Linked DNA regions of Sus scrofa: region 2 is linked to region 1. A link is a contact called in public Hi-C data. All regions are on one chromosome and are shown on one strand. The core of a region is the stretch at or near the end of the contact, and the rest is flanking DNA. Distances in the headings are between cores, read along the strand shown.

What was found. A called contact is a pair of places that touch in the nucleus more often than the background predicts.
Region 2: a contact with region 1 is called in a Hi-C map of subcutaneous adipose tissue, with 5 times the contacts expected there. The contact joins two enhancer-like sites. A contact is called at or near these places in 3 of 5 promoter capture datasets (fetal liver and liver), 26 of 47 Hi-C or Micro-C datasets (adipocytes, adipose tissue, alveolar macrophages and 14 more) and 2 of 2 datasets of contacts at active chromatin or transcription factors (alveolar macrophages and skeletal muscle).

The regions. Positions count from the first base shown.
Region 1 is chr3:120,874,155-120,876,901 of Sscrofa11.1, reverse strand. No RefSeq gene overlaps it. Among named protein-coding and RNA genes, the nearest start is that of FAM49A, 92 kb to the left of the region's middle. Within about 2 kb of position 1,476, at least 20 of the 83 cell types and tissues checked have an H3K27ac peak or open chromatin away from gene starts, as enhancers often do. A contact at or near this core is called in adipose tissue, liver, omental adipose tissue and 2 more, where this site is marked.
Region 2 is chr3:121,006,395-121,009,094 of Sscrofa11.1, reverse strand. The region is part of intron 1 of FAM49A (protein FAM49A); the gene reads right to left. Among named protein-coding and RNA genes, the nearest start is that of FAM49A, 40 kb to the right of the region's middle. Within about 2 kb of position 1,329, at least 32 of the 83 cell types and tissues checked have an H3K27ac peak or open chromatin away from gene starts, as enhancers often do. A contact at or near this core is called in adipose tissue, liver, omental adipose tissue and 2 more, where this site is marked.

The DNA.
Region 1 (2,747 bases), core at 227-2,726:
CTACTCCTGAGAAACGGGAAAGGACACGGCGCATCCAGCTGAGGTCTGGACAATCTCAAGTCACATTAACCTTGGGATTTTCAAGCAATTTCATCGGAGAAAATCAGTGACCAAAGAAAGAGGATGATAAGATCTTCAAATAGCCCGCGCAGTCGGCCCCGTGAAACTGCAGATTGATTTACACACAAATGACATCTGGAAGTTTTCTCTCCTGCCGTTCCACCAAAAGGATGATTTTTTGCCCAACCAAGAGGGCTCTTTTTCCTCTGGTACTGCTGCCAGGTGCAGACCTTCCCTGGGGTGCCCCGTATCTGCCTCCTGCCTGCCCCCTTGGCCTTGGCCCTAAGTCAGTTGTCATCGTCTTGCTGCAGAGCTCGCATCTGCCAGCCCAGCTCAGGCCTGTCCCACGTCGCCCTCCAATTAAACCCAGTCCCAGGCCACAGTCAGGACAGCCTTCTAGATGGTCTGACTAATCATTCAATGACCATCCATTGCTTTAGAATAATGCTGGGCTCCTTCCCAGGGCACACGCAGGCTTAATCTCCTTCCAGCCTCTGTGCTGACTCTTCACCTCAAAGTCGCAGCGCTGCCCTATGCTTCGGGGCCCCCAAACCCCAGGCTCTCTTCCGTCTTTGCTCCTGCGGCTTCCTCAGCTTGGAACCTGTCCTTCTCGTCTCCTCCCTCACTTCTGGCTCCTGGTCACCTTCTCCAGGAGCCTTTCCTGGCCAGCCAGGGCCCCATCGGAATTAGCAGGAGCCACTCTCCCCTTGGTAGGCCATTGGTCCCTCTACCTGCAGGTGCTGTCACCCTGTCTATGCACTTGCTGTCTGCCTGCTGGTGGGGGGCTCCTGAAGGCTGGGGCATCCGACTCCTGCAGCAATGGTGCAGATTAAGGCATCAGCAGATGCTTATTGATTATGTTAGAGAATGAGCACGGGCCTTAGATGCCATGGTCCCTTCAGGCCTCTCCCTGGCCCCTGCCTGCCTTTGCCTCATGTGGAGACAGCTGCAGGGCACTCAGGCCAGGGCCCCTGGGTCAGAGAAACAACTGTCTTGTGTTCTCTCCAAAAATGAAGATTGCAACATCCCCCCTGCCTGGAGTTCCCGGCTGTGGGAGGAGGCTGCATGGGGTAATGGTGGGGGCAGGGGCTGTGGGCAAGGGCGCGGGACCACTGGCCAGAATAAGCCCTGAGGGAGAGCCCAGCACCCCCTTCCCCAGACTTCCCCTCCCATCCGACAGGCTGCCCAGACTGTTAGAGGTGGCTGCGCTCCTCAGCTCCCTTCCTTCCCACGTTTCACTTTTCCCCTGTATCCGGTTATGTGTCAATCCCTTCTCATCCCACGGGAACCAGCGCCCGAACATATTTACCAAACACAGCCTGGGCTATTTTTTGCATATCATCGGACTCCAAGGGCATTCAAATGACCTTCTAGCAGAAAAGCACTGTGCCTTGGAGAGTGGCGCCACCTGGTGGCGCATGGAGTTAACAGCTGAATTCTCAATCCTGAGCAGGGGAGTACCAAGCCTGCCACCAGCACACAGACCCTGTGACAGCGGAGTTTCGGCTGCCCTGGTCGAGGCTCAGAAAGAGCCCTGCTGTCCCTGAGACATCCGTTGAATGGTGCCAGGGCTAAGCGTGTGTGGCCACGCTAGAAGAAGTGATTGGGCAAGAATGATGAAAATCCATCCTCCTAGAATCTGAGAACAGAGACCAACCAGGTCCCAGCCACGCCTCACATGGACAAATTGAAGTCCATGGAGGGAAAGTATTGAGGCAATAAGCTAGTTAAAGAAGAAGGACAAGAACCATAATTTCTGGGATCCCTGACTGTGCATCGTCCATTCTAGCACTTTAGGACAGCTCATTGCGAAGGCCAGTATTTGTTTTTTTGTTTTGTTTTTGAAGGGGGGATTGTTATTTTACAGGAGAAAAAAGTCAACCTCTATTCTAATATGAATATTCTTCCTCTTTTCCAAATGCCTCCCAGTTGGGTCCAACCCTATTCTACTTTCCTCCAGGAAGTCTTCCCTGAGCTGCTGGAAAGCTCCCTTCTAAAGCCCCACAGGCAGCCAGTCATTCATCCAATATGAGGGCCTGTCCCTGATACTGGGGTACGGTTTTCACAAGACAAGCTCCTGTGCTCAAGGGGCTTATATTCCAGTGGGAAAGACAAGTGGTAGATGGATGAACAGATAGGTAGGTAGGTAAGTTGGGAGATAGATGGATAGATTATGGATAAATGATTTCAGGTACTCATAAGTGCTTTGAATGTGATAAACAAAGCAACATAATAAAGGACTTTGAGCAGACAACGTCAGCAAGAGTGATGAGAGAAGATGTTCTGGAGAAGGCTCAGCCACCAAGGAGGATGGGGGAGAAGCGAATTCAGAGCAAGAGGAACAGCAAGTGCAAAGGTCCCGAGTCTGGGTTAAGACTGGCAGGTCTGGGCACAGAGAAGTCCAGAGAGGGGGAAACTAGTGGACCAGGGGGAGATGGAGGATGCCCATTTCAGGGCAGCACGTGGGGACTAGGTCTGGGGTGAGCTGGCTTCATATGCCCCTCACAAGGGAAATCATAAGAAGGTTTAGGCAAGAAAGTGCTGCAATCTTACTTATACCACTTTACTCTGCCCTAAATATTCTGATGAGTCCCTTGAGTGGTAGCAGTAGCTGGGATCTATCTCCAGCTATAGTTATTGCTTAACCTAGATTTTCTAGTTATAAGAGAATTGTGTTAAATAGCACT
Region 2 (2,700 bases), core at 80-2,579, 130 kb before region 1:
GCTCTGAGCAGCCACAGGAATCATGCCCATCAATGCTCGGCCTCTCTCTGTTCCTGTTCGCAGACAATGAGGGATTCGGCTGGAGAGATGGGGCGGGGGTGGAGAAAGAGGAAGAAAAAAACAGGAAGTGGGGGGGAGGGGGAGGGAAGGAAATGATAGCAAACACACAGCAACTTTGGCCTGATGAGAAAGTGATTTCTGAGCCCCGCGTTTTGGGAAACCAGGTCATGGTGGCGGTGGAGTCGGGGGCGGGGGGAGAAGTTTGCTTCCTCGGATTTGGGGGTTACACCCGTGAATCCCCATCAGGGCACAGCCTGAGGAAAAGGGTGCCTGCCAGGGTTGCTGCTTCCCACCGGCACCTGGGTGCAGAAGGTGACTGTCTAAGGTGGAATCCCCAGGTGAGACCACAGCTCTCACCTCCTGGCTGCGGCCGCCACCGCCACCGCCACCGAGAAGCCAGAGGTGTCACAAAAGGACCTGGAAACAAGAAAAGCTGTCAATGTGATCAGGTGTCAGGGGGGTTATCCTATCCACCCCCCCCTTTCTTTCTTTCTCCAAAGCTCTCAAAATAATAGCCTGTTTTTAGAGTATTTGATTAGGACCTGATTCATCCAATGGGGTCCAGTAAGAATCTCACTTTCTACCGCAAAACTAAGAGGGTCAGGACAATGGAATGCTGTGCCTCCTCCAGACCACGACCCTGAGGTACTTACAGACTCTTTTGCTGTCCACTTTGTCCACTCGGCTTAATTACAGACACTCAGAGAAGTTCCCCCACTCCCCATATCCATCAATAAGGATGGGGTCACCTGATAAGCTGAACAACCCTTCAAGCAGATAAGGCTAAAAATAACCTAATCACACTGTGACACCAACACTCATACTACTTTACAGCCTTGGGACGGGTACTTGGATGTGGGCAGGGCACACAGAGCCCCCTAACAGGCTGGCCCTCAGATACCAGTCCCACTCACTCCAGTGGTTCCCCAAAGGGGCTGTGCAATCCGGAGAAGCTGAAGAAAAAAAAAAAAAAGTGCAGTCTGAACCTACAGCAGGGGTCACGTTTCTAGAGAGTTTTATGTCACCCACTGGCTCTGGTCCACGGGCCAGCATTTAGATACCTTGGATCCTAATCCAGCCCGCCTCATGTCCCACCTCCTCCCATCTTCTGGATTCGATCCCAGAGACCCAGCCATGGCAGAAGCTCACTCTGTGGCTGTGCCCTGACTCTGTGAATTACTCCCCCACCATCCAAATAAACACAGAGCGATAAAAAGTAAGCACGTCTTTGAGAGGAGTCCAAGCTTTTTGAAGGGATGGCTGGTGGTTTCCTGTCTGAGTCACCCACGGGCCAGAGTCCATCAGGGAGAACAGAGATCAAGCATGGAGAGACACTAGTCCCGGCTCGGGGTCCCAAAGCACAGCCCAACCTCACACAGCATGCTCATCCGCTTCCATCCCCTCCATGCTCATCCGCTCTCACCCCCAGCGGTTCTGAGTGGTCGGAGCTGCTGCCACAGTCCTTCTGCTCCACGGGAGGAGCCTGATACCACCTGAGACCACTGTGGGGGGGTGGGGGGCGGCTCCGGTAGCACCAGGCAGCCAGCAAAGTGCTTTTCAACATCTCGCCTTCTTTGCTTGTTTTACGAGAGGTACAAAACAGAGGGGTGGTTATCCCATTTCAAAAATAGGGAAGCAGAAATCCAGTGACATGAAACGACTTCTCCAGGGTCACCCAACAGAACCGAAACGAGAACCGGCATCTCCTCGACCTTCATGTGACCTGTGGCCTGTGACCTTTTCGCCACCTCCCGTGCCGCCCCCCACGGCCCTTACCCCATCCAAGGGAGTGGCTGAGAAACAGCTGAGAACAGCTGCGTGTCTTCCACTTTTGAGTGGTTCTGGGGGTGGGCGGGCTGGGTGGGGGCAAACCAAGAGAAGGCAAAACAGGCCACACTCCCCCCTTTAGGCTGAACTGATGTGGAATCTAAAGGCCAGGTGGGAGCCTGCTTGTTCAAGTTCCAAGTTCACCAGCAACAGAGCCCACACCCCGAGTCAGGGAACCTCCACGTGGCTGCTCTCCCAGGGCTCTGGGAGCGCAGGTGGGTGGGTGGTAGATATATTCAGGTCCCGTCCAATCAGGTACCTACATGAAGAGCATCCCAGTCGGTTCACACTGGCCATCTGGTGCCTCCCTGAAACCCCACAGCAGCCACAGGGGACAGAAGGAGGTAATTCTTGCCCCCTCTTACAGATGAGGAAACTGAGGCGCTTGTCCAAGGGATCTGGCTGTTTAGGGGTAGAGCCAAGATTTGAATTCCTGCCATCTGGCTCGAATTCTTGCTTTTAACCACTTTGCGGTTATTACTCCATCTCAAAACTGTTTTATTAAAAAAAGAAATGGGAGGGGCGAGGCATGTAGAACAGGCGATTAGTGGAAAGAAACAGGGGGTGGGGGAAGGGCACTGGGAACAGATGACACATTCACGCAAAAGGCAGAGGAGGGAGGAAACTCTCGGGCAGGCGGAGAGGTCGACTGCGAAGTGCTGAACAGGGGGTCTGGGAACCTGGTCCCCAGCCCTCCCTGGGTGGCAGCTGGCACCAGTAAATGACTTCCTGGCTTTGGTGTTGACACAGCACCACTTGCAGGAGGAGGAAGTGGGGTGGCCTGAGGAGGGGACGGAGGGAGGACCCAAGATG